2 separate regions of the Mus musculus genome follow, and region 2 is linked to region 1. A link is a contact called in public Micro-C data. All regions are on one chromosome and are shown on one strand. The core of a region is the stretch at or near the end of the contact, and the rest is flanking DNA. Distances in the headings are between cores, read along the strand shown. Region 1 holds the start of Sox14 (SRY (sex determining region Y)-box 14). Region 2 holds the start of Ephb1 (Eph receptor B1).

What was found. Hi-C and Micro-C count contacts between places; a contact is called where the count stands out from the background.
Region 2: a Micro-C map of embryonic stem cells shows a contact between it and region 1, with 9 times the contacts expected there. The contact joins the promoter of Ephb1 here to the promoter of Sox14 in region 1. A contact is called at or near these places in 3 of 39 promoter capture datasets (embryonic stem cells, liver and pre-B cells), 4 of 484 Hi-C or Micro-C datasets (all in embryonic stem cells) and 1 of 9 other capture datasets (embryonic stem cells).

The regions. Positions count from the first base shown.
Region 1 is chr9:99,871,501-99,878,281 of GRCm38.p6, reverse strand. It overlaps Sox14 (SRY (sex determining region Y)-box 14), which reads left to right and starts at 2,112. Exons shown (of 1, transcript NM_011440.1): 1 at 2,112-4,176. The coding sequence starts at 2,598. The coding sequence ends at 3,320.
Region 2 is chr9:102,349,450-102,357,096 of GRCm38.p6, reverse strand. It overlaps Ephb1 (Eph receptor B1), which reads left to right and starts at 2,404. Exons shown (of 16, transcript NM_173447.3): 1 at 2,404-2,815. The coding sequence starts at 2,758.

The DNA.
Region 1 (6,781 bases), core at 863-3,362:
AACTAAGAAGAATTGGAAAAGGGTACTCTCCAGTCCCAGACTGCTCCAGGGCAACTAGATAGACTGTCTAGGAAGCCAGCTCAGAATAAAAGAACCTGAGACCCAGCGTCAGATCCCTCATTAAGCAATGTCCAAGAAGTTGAGAAGTTGTACTACAATGGCCTAAACCTCTAAGTGTGGCTGGTGAGTCCTCACTCTGCAAACACGGTTATTTCTCTCATTTCTTTCCAAAGCAGCTACCATCACCCAGTAGAATTAGTATCTCTGGATCTCCAATCCCCTAGTGTAGCAGGTGAGATCTAAGCAGGAGTTGGCTTCTAAATGTTGAAATTCTCCTGGAAGTTCGCAGAACGGTACTTCTGCTTTAGTAATCTCTAGGGAGGTGGGGGCCAGGGGGGAGCGGAAAGAAGAGAAGGGAGAGGTGAGGAGAGAGAAGGGGACGGGAGGGAAGGAGAGAGGTAGAAAGGAGAGAAGCTGAGAGTGAAGGGCCACCTTTGGAGGAATTCAAATGTTGTGTATCTGCTTTACAATAGGAAGGTAGCCTCCCCAGGTAGAGGTGAAAGTTTTCTCAGAAAGTAGGGGCTCCAGCTGCCTCTAAATAAATCAGAATGAAGATCAGTTCTCCCGGAAATTATTCCTCATCTGTGAAATGGGAATAACATCCAACACTGTTAAGAACAGCCCTAAAGCTGACCGATTTCCCGCCCCCCCCCCGCCCCCACGTTTTTGCAATCATAGGAAGCGGAAATAAATTCTCTCCTTCAAACACAACACACTACATTAAAAAAAAAGGCCCTCCCTTCTTGCCGCCCACCTACCCCCACTCGCAGCTTCTGGTAGCCGACTGCGCCGTGGGCATTTCGGCCTGTCCTCCTCCCGGGAGAGACTGGCTAGCGCAAAAGCCAATAAGTCTGGAACACACTCCAGTCCTTCAGGACCCGGGACAATGGTTTCCATTTAATAAATATTTCCCCCAAGGGCATTTCGCATCGGCCAGGCAATTATTCAAAGAAAACAGGCTCGCAGGTTGGCTCGGCGGGTTATTTCGTCCTCTTTACCCGAAGAATGCTCATCTGACTCGAGAAACGAGCCCCCATCCTCACTGGGTGGGAAAAGGCACCCTGAGAAAAATTGACCCTAGCTAAGAGGGTACAGCCTGAGGCTCCACGCTGCAGGCGCAGAAGAGAGACCAGGAAGGTCCCCAAGCCCCGCCTTCCCTCTGCCCTTGCAGTTTGGACGTTGAGGGAAGCTTCGAGTTTTAAATCGCCTAATAATAATAACATAGGTGAATAAGAATCAGGATGGACCTCTGCCTACCACACTCAACCCTCAAAGTGAAGAGTCCTAGTGGCAAGGGCCCCCAAAGTGAAGAGTGTTAAGGGCTTGCCAATCAGGACTCTAAACCTCTGCGAAGCCCGCATGAAGCATCCTGGTCTCGGCTCAAAGCTCTTGGCTCCGACCCCCAGGGACCCAGAACTGCTCCGCAGAGCGTCCTGGATTACAGGTGGAGGCGCCGCCTAAAGCCAACCTGGGAGAATGATACCAAAGCACCGTAGATGTTCTGGCGCGAAAAGTTTATTTTGGTTTTGGCCTGAGTTTGATATATTCTTTTCCTCTCCCAAGGATCTTTGACAAGTGTGTGTTGTTGGGGGCGGGGTGGGGGTAGAGGGTGCTGTCTTCCCATTTGGTGACGGGACTGTCCTATTTATCTACGTGAGCTCTGGGCTTGCTGGCTTGGCTGACAGCTTCCTGGGTCTTTATATTATTAGAAGCACCGGTTCTCCTTTGAACAACTGGGGAAGAAAAACAGGGGTCACGAAGAGTTTTAATTTTTTGACAGTGCCAGAGACAATGTGAACCCCCGCCCCGAATCCTGAGCTATCAAGCCGCTCTGTTCGCGGTGGCGGTCTCTCTGTCCCTCATACCTCTCCCCGCCCCCATCAGGGACGCTCCGGGTTTCCACTACTCGCGAGTTGGCAGGTGCGCCCCCTCGCCTTCCCTGCTGCTGATTGGAGCCCAGGTTGGGGAGTCGCCGCCCCGCGCTTATGTCAGAGTGCGTGCGGTCCCGGCCCACCTCGCCTTTGAACTTCGCCGCTTTTGGCTGCAGTTCACCAGCCTCCCCGCATTCTCGGCCAGGTGCAGTGCTAGGCAAAGCAGCGCCCGGAAACCACGGGAGGGGGGGAGCCACGGCCAGAGAAGCCAGGGGAGAGACGGGAAGGAGAGAAGGCGAAGGTGAAGAGGGAGCGAAGGAGGAATCTCCTGCCCTTGCCAGAAAATTACCTAGCCACTTAATCCCAAGACTCTGGTACTTGGGCCCCAATCTCTGGTGCCCACAGACTCCAGGCCGAGCGCCCTCTCATCCCCGCTGCCCTTCCTACCCTTCGGCCCCCTGGGGGCTGCCTGGGGGCTGGGACTGGCATGATCAGTTGAAAACTTTGCAGGGTCAGCTCTTCTCTCTGATTTCCCCTCTGCGGCTCCGAGACGAGGGGAGTTCAGAGTCCCGGGCTCAGGACGGACAGAAAGACAGACGGCCAACCGCGCCCAGGCTCGCCCGCAGAGCCCCTGCATTCCCCGCCCCCGCCCGCCTCGCCGGGACCATGTCCAAACCTTCAGACCACATCAAGCGGCCCATGAATGCCTTCATGGTATGGTCCCGGGGCCAGCGGCGCAAGATGGCCCAGGAAAATCCCAAGATGCACAACTCGGAGATCAGCAAACGCCTGGGCGCCGAATGGAAGCTCCTGTCCGAGGCAGAGAAGCGGCCTTACATCGATGAAGCCAAAAGGCTGCGCGCCCAACACATGAAGGAGCACCCTGACTACAAGTACCGGCCGCGGCGCAAGCCGAAGAACCTGCTCAAGAAGGACAGGTATGTCTTCCCCCTGCCCTACCTGGGCGACACGGACCCGCTCAAGGCGGCCGGCCTGCCCGTGGGGGCTTCCGACGGCCTCCTGAGCGCGCCCGAGAAAGCCCGGGCCTTCTTGCCGCCTGCCTCGGCACCTTACTCCCTGCTGGACCCTGCGCAATTTAGTTCCAGTGCCATCCAGAAGATGGGTGAAGTGCCCCACACGTTGGCCACCAGCGCGCTGCCCTACGCGTCCACCCTGGGCTATCAGAACGGCGCCTTCGGCAGTCTCAGCTGCCCCAGCCAGCACACGCACACGCACCCGTCCCCCACCAACCCGGGCTACGTGGTGCCCTGTAACTGTACCGCCTGGTCTGCCTCCACCCTGCAGCCCCCTGTCGCCTACATCCTCTTCCCAGGCATGACCAAGACTGGCATAGACCCTTATTCGTCAGCCCACGCTACGGCCATGTAACCCCAAGCTTGGCCCGGACCTGATGGGTAGCGTGGAAGCAGAGATCTGAATCCTTTCCTTTGCACCTAGTCTGGCCCGCAGATGCCTCTGGGTCAGGCCTGCCGCTGCCCCTTGCCCACCCCAGACTCTGCCTCTCTCTTCCAGGGGGGAAGGGAAGGGCCATCATCCTGGACCCAAGGCACAGACTGGTGCCAGAAATTTGCAAACATTTAGAAAGCTACACATCTTCTTCCCCTCTCCCGACTCTCCCAAAGCAAGTCTCGACTGTACCCCCTTTGGACAAAAAAAAAAGTAGGCAGTTTTGCTTTATTTACGTCCCCCTCACTGTCCGCGGATAGGCTTTGGACTCGGAACTCCCAGATCCTGGTATTATATCTAGAATATGCGTATATATATATTTTTTCCTTTCCCACTGAAGAAAAAGAGCTGAGTCTTGGTGCTGTGCCGTCAGACACAGCTAGGCACCATTTGCTCTTCCTGTGTGTGGGGAGGTGAAAGGCTTAAAAGTTTAAAACTTCAGGAAGGGAAACCTTTCTGTTTAAAACCATACTATGGTCGTGTTTGCTTCGATAAAAAGAAAACAAAAAGGAACCACGTGGCTTTTCGCTTTGTGTACCCGCAGTACTCCTAGACACCTAAGTTTACTTTTAGACAGAATGTCAGGTAATGAAGTCAGGAAGTAGAAAGTGGACAAAACCTTAAAATAATAATAATAATAATAAACATCCTACATGGTCATAAATGTTTGGACAATGTCTTGGAAATGTACCTAGAAGGATTTTTTCCCTCATTCCTCTGTTCATTTGTTGAACAAAGACGTTTTGAATAAAGACAATCTGTCATTGCAAAAAAGTAACCTTGGATGTGCATAAAAATCTAGTAAGGAGGCTCAGGTCAAGGAGATGGAGTCTTCTTCCAGGCTGGCAGTACCTAGAGGGAGTGAAGCAGGGTAGGCTGCAGGAGGTCCTGTCCTGGCAGAACCTGGTGGCCTATGGCCTATAGAGGGGCCCTGACCCCAGTTTTGCCTTTAGAGGCTTGGCAAAGGTACCAATATCACAGTGCTGTGCCTTTCCCGCAACCTTCCTAAAGTGGGTCAAACAGCTCCCAGCAATGAATGAACTATGATGAAACCTCTTGAGTTCTGGGTGGGTTTGCTTTTTAACAACTACACTCCAAAGACTGGGGGGTCGCAGTGTTGGAGGGAGGAACAAGTTTCTCTACAGGAGCAGTGTGTACTGCTGTGGGTGCTTAAGTTCAGAGCATGGGATGAAAGCGGTAGAATTGGTGGGGTTGGTTTTTTTTTTAATGTTTGCTATCACTGCCCCCCTCCTGGGAATCTGGGACCCCAAACTAAGTTTCTAAGTTTAAAAATGTTTTTAATTGGTTGATAACGACTTTGTTGTTGTTGTTGTTGTTCCGTTGTGGGAAAAAGATTGGCGAAAAAAGAAAGGAGACAATACTGCCATCCATCAGGCAAAGAGTTCTTAAAACACAGATTTTTAAGAGGAGATTCCATCTCTTTCCCCCTCCATGTGAGTGTTTTGTTGAGGGTGCCAAGGCTTTGCTGATGCTATCTAGCTCAACAGCTCTCTTCAGAGTTTGTTGTCTAATTTGAAACGTTCTTCTCACCTCCAGTATCCCGCGAGTTTCACTCCCTAAATCCGTGGTCCCGCGTTTTTTTCAATAGGCGGTGTGTGTTTCCCTTCACCCTTGGCTTTGCTATGGTGCCTGGAAGGGATGGGGCAGCCTTGGACTCAAGGCCTTTCTGCTGCTGTTGAGAGATTTGTGGGCGCCTCCGCCCCCCCCCCAAAGGACTCGGAAGCCGGAGGTGGTAGAGAAACGTTGTCAACAGTCACCAAAGCCAAAACCCTCGGATTAGCATATTGTCCGCAAAACAATTAGAAGTGTTTGAGGTGCTATTTGGAGCCTATTCATCCGAGCCCCTTTGTCAAGGGGGGATTTTCATTATTAAAAAAAAATAAGTTAGCAGTTGTCCATCTGGCTGAGCTGAATAGCAAAGTGATTCGTGTTGTATATGCTTTTCTCATTAAGAGCTCTTTTGAGACCAATGTTAGAATTAAATGGTATTACACAATTAACATACAAGGCCGCTGAATAGGACGGGACGCCTATAAATAATAGATAGATAAATAAATGAACGTTCGGGCTAAGGTAAACAAAGGCGGGCTGGGGGAGGTGTGGAGGAGGCCAGGCCTGCTGAGCCACGCGTACTTAGCATCACAAAACCCTCTTACAAATCGTGACAATTAGGAAGTGACGAGCCTCTGGTGGCCGTCGGGTCCAGGGACTCAGGGTGCAGTAGGGAAGGCCCCTCCTCCCGCCCTCTAGGAAGCTCATGAGGCCCAGGACGCTGGCGTTGCTCCTGTTGTTTGATCTAACCCCAACTGACAGTCCTGTCAGCCTCTCTGCTCTCCTTCATAGCTCAGTGTCCCTTAACATCTCCAAAGATGAAGCTTACTGGGGTCTGGTGTCTCCTCGCGGAGCCCAGCGCAGGAGCTCAGGGCACTCTAGCCTCGGGAGGAACCCAGGCCCGTGGCCCCACTAAGGTGCCTAGCTGATTGTGACACGGGGTTCGATAGCAAAGGGGCACCAGGCAGGTTTGAAAGGAGAAGGCCTCCGCCCTCAGGAGAAGCTAAAACAAACAAACAGCTCCCCCCAAAATTAAAAAGCAAGGTTCCAATCAGACTGCGCCCGGCCTTAGGTCTCTCCTGGAAACTGGACTGCGGTGGCACCGAAGGGAGCCTGGGGTCCACTACAGGGCCACTGAAACCTCTCTCCAGCACACACAGAGGGAAACAGAGTCCTGGGGCAAGCCGCAGAGCAGGTTCCTGGGGTTTCTTTCCTGGACATTTTGTTTTCTTCCTAGACTGCTTGCCCTCCTCCGACCTGGGCCCAGCCTGGCCTCCAGGGCCTGCGGCAGTGTCTTCACCGGGGCCGAGGGTAGCCAAGCTTCAGTTGCAGAGGTGCGCGGCCACAACTCGCCCCAACAGCCCAAATCCTGCTTGTCACGCCGCTGACAGGAGTCCGATTACAGACTTTAAAGTCTGCCGCTGACAAAAAAGGAATCCCCTGGGGAGTTGTGTGTGTGAAGGGGGCGGGTGGGGTGGAAGCAGTCTCTGTCAAACCTGTTTGCTCACAACTGTCTCTTTCTTTCAAGAAAAGCATTAAAGCAAAGCTGTAGAGAGAGAAGCGCCCCGCCCGCCTGGAGCGCAGGACAGCCGCTTCTCCCTGCGCCACGCGCAGCAACCGGCGGCCTGGAGTCCCCAGACACTCAGGTTGCGGGTCCGCAGAGCCCGAACTCCCGCACTCTGCGAGAGGCGTGATTGCCACCCGCTCTGCGCTGCAGAGGAGTCCCGCAACCCGGGAGCACTGCTCCTTCGGAACCTGTGCAGCCCGGGTGTCTCCTCCGCAGGTGCCACTGCTTCTGGGAATCTTTTCCC
Region 2 (7,647 bases), core at 1,155-3,654, 2.5 Mb before region 1:
AAGTAAACACCATACATGGTGCTCAACAAACCAATGCTGTTTCTGTCCTGCCCAGCACAGCAGCTTCCGTGTTCTGTTGTCCTCAAGGCCTTTGACAGCCTAGCACACCATTGCCCACTTTTTTATTGTCATTACTCTACTATGTGATAAGTTTCCTGTCCATCATGTCCCCGGTCTGCTCCACGGTGTGCCTGGTGCACCCAGTAAACATTTCCTGAATAGGTGGGTGAATGTGGGATGGGCTAAGGTAGGATACGGAGGCACCGAGGAGCCAAGAGTTGCAGGCCAAGAGAACGCCTAGCAAAAACTGGGATGAGAATACAGTTCTGGGAATCCTGTCCTGGAATCTGGAGGCCTCGCCAGAGTGGCCTGTCTTTCTTCAGGAGACAGTGAGGAGCCGCTGGGTTGAAACACTATGAAGAGATAAGACCAAGATTAGCTTAGGAAAGATTACGCTGGCGGCAGCACTCAGCGGGGTTACAGAGGACAGAAACCGGGTGGCCAGTTAGATTCTTCAGTTGTCCAGAGGGAGGAGGGGTGACACAGAGCTGAGACAGATGGATAGACCTGAGACAAAGGCATAAAGAAGAGGAAGCAGGAGAGGGGGTTTTGCTGGGTGTGCTTGGTGGGGTGGAGGGAAGGAAAGAGCCCACAAACCACTCATGCATGCACCCAACATCCATCTGAGATCATCTACCCACCCCACCCATCCATTCATCTGCTTGTCATCATTCATCCATCCATCCATCCATCCATCCATCCATCCATCCATCCACCCATTTATCCATCCATTCATCTGTCCATTCACCTATCTGTCTGTCCATCCACCCATCCATTTGTCTGTCCATCCATCCATCCATCCATCCATCCATCCATCAGTCTGTTTTCCATCCATCATCTATCTATAATCCATCCACAGGGATGGATGCAGTTGGTCACCAGTGCAGGGAGGGGGAGGGGTTTCAAGGTAAGAGCTTTGGGGATTCCTCTCTTAGAGGCTGGAGGGATGAAGGAGGAAGGGCAAGAAGTAGTAAGACAGGTAGGCAGTGAAATTGGACTGTGGAGAGTGTTGCCAAAGCTGCAAAAGACCCAGTACTCACCCATGTCAGAGAGGGGCATCCCTCACTTAAGGGACTTCAAGACACAGTGCTGTGGAGGGACAAAGAGCAGCTGAGGTAGTATTAGGGAAGATTAAGCAGCGGTCACTGACGTCATCCTTTCAGGTTCTGAGGCCGGATGGGTGGATGGTAGGGGAAGACACAAACAGCCTGTGTCAAAGTCTGGGAAACAAAGACCTGTCAGAATCAGGGGTCTGAGTGTGGCTGGGGTGGTGAAGAGGGAGGCAGTGTCTGTGAAAGACAGAGTAAGTACCCAGGGTGGGGAATCAATGTAACTAAATTCCCAAAGGAGAGTTGCCAGATGTTAATGTCTTTAAAAGGTTTGGGGAGGGGGCTGAAGCCCCTCCCACATGAGTCTTCCAGGAGCATCCCTAACCTTGCGGGAGGAGGTGAGGACCTTCTGCCACACAGCTTCTGACAAGCATCAAGGCCAGGGCCGGATCTGAAACAGCCTGACCTGATCAACAGACAGCAAAATGGGGCATTATCATCAGAGCTGATGGTGGGAAACCACTTCTATTCTGGAGCCTGGTTTTCCTGTGGTTGCAGAACTCAGTCCTTCCCACCTACCTCCAGGCCTGGTTCAAAGCAATGTCTCCCTTCCCCATACCCCAACAAGTTGTCAGACTTTCGGCTGTTTCTTCATGTCTTCCCATTATGACTGTCTTCTGACAGCAGGCCCTACAGTGGATGCTCAGAGATCCACCTGGGAAGAGACTTTTGGAGATATACAGCTGAGGATATGATAGGAAGCCCACAGGGTGTTCTAACTACCCCCGAGCAGCCGGCCATAAAGTCTTGAAACCATATTCACTCACTCCACAGATGCATGCCAAGAATAAGACACTGTTAAGGTTCCAGGAATTCTGAGTGAACGAGATCAGACAAGACTCAAAAATAAACAAAATTGATTAGTAAAATGATATAGGGTGGCGGCATTCTGCATAGGAATAGTCAGGAGTAGCTGTGGGGTGTCTGTAAGCATAAGGGACCTCAGTTGACTTCTTGGCTGAGCCCCTCCTTTTCAGCTTGGGGAAAGCGAGCGTGCGAGGCTGCAGTTCTCCTAAATCACCACAAGAGGGAGCGCGATCACCTCCTAGCGCCTTCCTAACCCTCCCACACAGCCTTGCAAGCAAAAGTTTTTCTTAAACTAACAATGCCAGTGTAAGGAGGTGCTCGCGCCTGATTGGATGAGGGAATTTTGCAGGTTTGATTCCTTGATTGGACAGGAGGTGTTAGGGGTGGAGAGAGAGCTGATGGTGGGGGATCCCGCTCCCTCCCCCGTCAGTCTGGCCCGCTCTGTCCTCCCGTAGGCTCCGCTGTAGCTCGCAATGTGACACCAGGACGCACACGCTCTCGCGCGCTCTCCCAGGCTCGCTCTCCCTCACCCTCTCTCACACACGCACGCACACACCCACCTCTCCCATAAACACACACACACACATGCACACCCACATCCACGCGCGCCCGCACCGCCCCACGCGCGCACACTCCCGCCCACGCCCACGCCGCGCTCCGGGGAGTCCGGTCCCGGCCAGAGCGCGAAAGGACACGGAGAAGCCACCCGCCGGGAGCGCAGCGGCGCCCTGGGACGCGGCGCGTCTCCGCTGGGGCTCGGCCTGGGGGCCGCTGGCCGGCGATGGCCCTGGATTGCTTGCTGCTCTTCCTCCTGGCATCTGCAGTGGCCGCGATGGAAGGTAACGTACCCTTCGCGGAGCAACTTGGTGGCTGCCGGCTGCCAGTTCATGGGTGCCGCGCGCTTTGCAGGGCTCCTTTGGCTGCTCGGCCGGGCATCCTGGTGCTGGAGAGAGAGAATGTCACCGATCCTGGGTAGAGATGGGGCACCGGGATGGGGCGGTACCCACAGGCATGCCCTGCGCCGACCCTGGGCGCCCACAGCAGGTTCGTTCGCACGCAGAGTCTTTCGGCTCCTGCGCTCTGGTGCTCCCAGACAGCACGATCACCGGACATCTCCGGCTTAGAGAGCCTGGATCCCGCTGCATTGCGGTGCAAGCTCCTTAGCTCTGGGCGAAGCTGGTCTGGGAAGCGATACCTCGGGCCACTGGGCTCCTAGAGTCGGCACCTTCGGCTCTTTCTATCCCGGGCCTGGATGCGCTGGCTGGCGAGCGGTAGCTTGCTGTCTCCCTTTCGCAGTCTGAGGTTTCCGGACTCTGGGCTCCGCAGGCAGGCTGCTTGGGGGATCACAGAAGGTCCTACTAGTACCCCAGCAAGTGACTGCCAAACGAGAGGGGCCAAATCCATTGACCGCACCCTGGGGGGGAAATCAGCCCTAGAAGCTGCCGGGTTGCAATCTTCCAGGGACAGCAAGTGCGAGGCGGACGCCTTTCTCGCCTTCTGAGCTTTGGAGCAGGGGTGGGCTTGGGTGAGTGCTGGCGGTGCTTAAACTCATCCGGCAGTTAGAAGAGACTGCGTGGCTGCGAGCCCACGAGCCAAGACACCATCCCTGCTGGCTCAGCGTGGTTGTGCCTCCCGCTGGTGGCCAGCCAAACCCGCTCAGCGGACCCCTTACCCGGCGCACCCAGGAGCCCCGGCGCTCAGGGCTCCCGCGAATCCCGTGGGAAATCCCTGCTCGCCTCCCCGCCTCCCGCCCCCTTCCCCGCCCCCAACCTTCCCTGCGGAGCCGCGGCGGCCGCCACCTCCAGGGACGCATCTCAGTAGAGAAGGAGCAGTTAGAGTTATCTCGAACAGAGCAACTCTGGGGTGAGGCGCCGCCGCCACGCCACCCCTGCTGGAAGCCCCACATCCCGATGGATGTCTCTGGCCAGGTGGACTCCACCCGTAGGGACATTCCTCGTGGAAGGTTCGCAGCTCTCTGTTTCCCCTGTTGTGTTCCCATTTGAGAGCTGGCTCCACTGGATTGCAGGTTCCAGGTGAAACGGACTCGTTCAGTGGAAACTCCAGACCAACATTGGTCCAGCGTCTCTAACCCTTCCAGTAAGCACTGGCATACACCCGTGCCCCTCTTGGTCATAGCAGGGAAGATGTCTTAGCCATGGCAAAGACTACCGCTGCTCAGTCTCCGTGGAGATGGGTAAGCGAGGAAGCAGCAATTACTGCACAGAAAGCTCTCGCTTGTTTCCTGAAGGTGGCTTTTTGTTTGCGCTTGACCTCCTGCTGCCCTGCGAGGCTGCTGGTCTTCGTGTGTGTGTGTGTGTGTGTGTGTGTGTGTGTGTGTGTGTGTGTGTGTGTGACTTTTGGAATGTGCAGGGTTTCGACTGGTATGGAGTGTGGCTAGCACCCCAGCGTAGGCTTGAGGTTGATTCATCCGGAGACACGTGCAGAAGCAGTCGAAATAGAAAAGGAGAGAAATCACCCCGCAACAAAGCCGGTTGAGAACTGTCGCAAGGTGGAGTGGCCTACAGGACTGTGAGCTGGGGTGGCTTCAAGTCTTCAGTTTGGGGCTGCGCTGGTCCGGTTTACCTCTCTTTGCACCTCCGAAGGGTCAGGGATTCGGTCTCAGATGTACACTTTAGGAAGTGCGCTCTCGGCTTTGAGTCTCAATAGATGGAGGGAATGTGTATATAGGCAAACTAGTTTGCAGAGCAAATTCGAGGGAACAGAACACATCAGGCGCCAGGACACATTCCTCCTGAAACACTTGTCGTCCCTCCCCCCACTAGTCCCTTGCCTTCCTGGCGGAGCTGTTCATGGGTGCCATTGTGTACCCAGTCTGGTGTGCATGGGCCGTATCACCTAGGCCTGCTGCCAGGGTCTACTTCGGAGCTGTGGCCCGTCTCTCAGTGTCCAGGTTGGGAGCTTTACCCCTTGCTAGGCAGGAAAGCCTTATTCTGGGGATTGAAAAAAAATCTCTGAAAGGGTTAAAAGAAATACCACATTCAGCAGAATATTAAAGCAGAGTCTTGCCCCTGCTCAGCGCGCAGGGGCAGAACACACCATTCACTCCCTCCTTTTTCTCGAATGACAACAGGCAGGTTCATTTTCTCCTCTCAACACACAGAGCCGCCTTCCCGCCTGCCTGGCTGGGTTGGGGCCAGCCTCATTTGGTTTGTGATGAGCACGGAATAATTCTCAGAGGAGTGGATCAATGAGCCGCCTACACAGACAGCAGGGCCCTCCCCAAACTCAGCTCTGGGGAGGCAGTGTTCTCCTCCGTGGTTTCAGCCAGTTCATCTTGTCTTTTTCCTGGCATCTCTGGGGTGGGTGGATTTCAGGCAGGTCCTCAGTTTAAGCTGGGGCGGGTACAAAAGAACAGTGCCTGTCACTCGTGGTCCTGATGGGGAGATGTGGGTGAAGGAAGTCAGGTCCCTAATGTGACCTGTGTCTGGGTGGAGGAAGGAAGGTAAAAGAGAGAGAAAGGAGGGAGGGAGGGAGGGAGGGAGGGAGAAACAGCGGGTGTGTTCCGGGATCTACACTACCTGGTCTAAATGAGGTAGGGACAGAATGAGGGTAGAGGGACATGTCATCTGACCGGAAGCTGGTTGGTCTTTATATGGGGGAACCAGACTGAAAGAGAACATATCTCCTCCCTTCCCTCCTGCCTGTCTCCCTTTCCAGCCAGTCTGCTCTGTGAGGTGTTAGGAGAACACAAGCAGTGCAGGGGAAAGGCTTTGCTGGGCTTTCTGGATTGGTTTTCAGAGGGGACCCAGACAGATGGTGAGAGCTGTTGATGTCCTCTGGGCTTTGGGACACAAGGTCTCCCCATAGACACCCACTTCTCCACGAAGCCGGACCATGGCCTCTGGCTTTTTTTTTTTTTATCTCTAGCTCTGTCACTTGGAGACTATCATCCACCTCCCACCCTCAGTACCTTCACTATCTAGTGAATTTAGGGCCCTCCCATTCCAGTCTTAGATGCTGGAACCAGACCACAGTTAAAGAGCCACTTGTGTAATATTTAAGTTGAGAAAAAAAAAACTATAAATAGTCTGAAAGAGTTCTGTGGAATACGAAGACTCAAGAAAGCCATGCTATTGTTGCATGGGAAAGAGGGAGAGACTATTTTGAAACCCCAAAGAGGGGACAGCCATTGTGGTCAAGGGTTCTAAGATATCTGGAAGCCTGTGTTTGCCTGGGCAGCTTGCTGTGAACTCTTGGCTCCAAGTTCAGCAAGTTCACTTTCTGTAGGCTCCCTAAGAAGATCCCGATGCCCCTGGGAACACCGTCAGGAGGATAGGTCCGCATTAGACTGCAGTCCAAAATCTGGGGGAGGTTTCACTTCAGTCTGCACTGACCAAGTTGGAATGAATTGGGCGTCTGCAGTTTTACCGAAGTGTTTGATATTTGAGGGAATAGGCAGCTTAGAGTCAGTAGATTTTGAAACTGCTGGGGAGAAGTATTCTGACACACACACACACACACACACACACACACACACACACACACACCCCTCCGTCAGTCTTTACAACATTTTTATTATCAAGCCCTGTCCCGTTTTTCAGGCAAGAATTCTGAGACACACCAGTCATACTTAATATTTAATAAAGACACCTGTCTGGAAAGTGGTCAAGCCAGAATTTGAACACAGGCAGTCAGGATGTAGGACCTGTGTTCTTACCTACACCTCCTCTTTCCGCCTCCAGCATAAGCTTTATGTGGAACCTGTTTGGCCTCCATTCACGGGTGGAAAGAGCTTGGTGCCAGCTCAGCTAGTGGCTGTTGGGGTCCTCACTCACCAGTCGGGCTTCCAGGTCTCCATGGTCTTGGAGAAGAGAAATGACTCCATGCTGACAACAAAGAGTCACTGCCCACAAAGCTCCCCTATATTTCTTTCTCCTGCCCCTCCCCTGGACACACCAAGACCAACGTCTCTACGGAGATGGCTCAGGCCCTTACCTGCCACCACGGGTCTGGAGCATACCTGTCACCTGGATTCCAGGAGTCTGCTCCTTGGAGGAGCTCCCTCTATTTCTCTCTCTTCTGCCCTAGCCACTTAAGGAACCTGAATATTTCTATTAAATTTCCCTGTCTCGGAAGATGGTGGAGAAACAGCACATTGGATGTCTGCCCTTCTGAGGAAATTACTATAATAATAAAGTAATGCCTTGGGAGAGATTTCATATTTAAAAGAAAAATTTTGCATGCGAAATGCCTCGGCTCTGTCTGCAGATTCCATTTCGGTTGCAGCTATAGGTGGAGCCCCTGGGTTGGAGTGTTCAACCACACTCACACTGGAAGGGGACACTGCCTAAGTGGTTGACTCAGGGCATCTACACCATCAAAAAAAATCCCGGATGTTTTTAGACCACCATGCTGGTTTGGCCACTCTCTGAAGGTTAAACTATAATGGACAAATATTCCAAGGAGACCCATAGGATGGTCGGTGGACCCTCGATGTATGGGAATCTACTTTTCAATGCTCGAGAGTCAGTTAAGATGCACAATCACACGCCCCCTTCCCGTGACTCAGTTTCCTCAGTGTTGAGTCGGACTGGGAGAGAGGAGCGTGCAGAGAGAATAGCAGAAACTCAGAGCTGGGTGTATTCTAGGCTTAAAGTGGTGGGCAGATGGATAATTACAAATTAAGTCCTGTGAGGGGCAAGGCGACCCC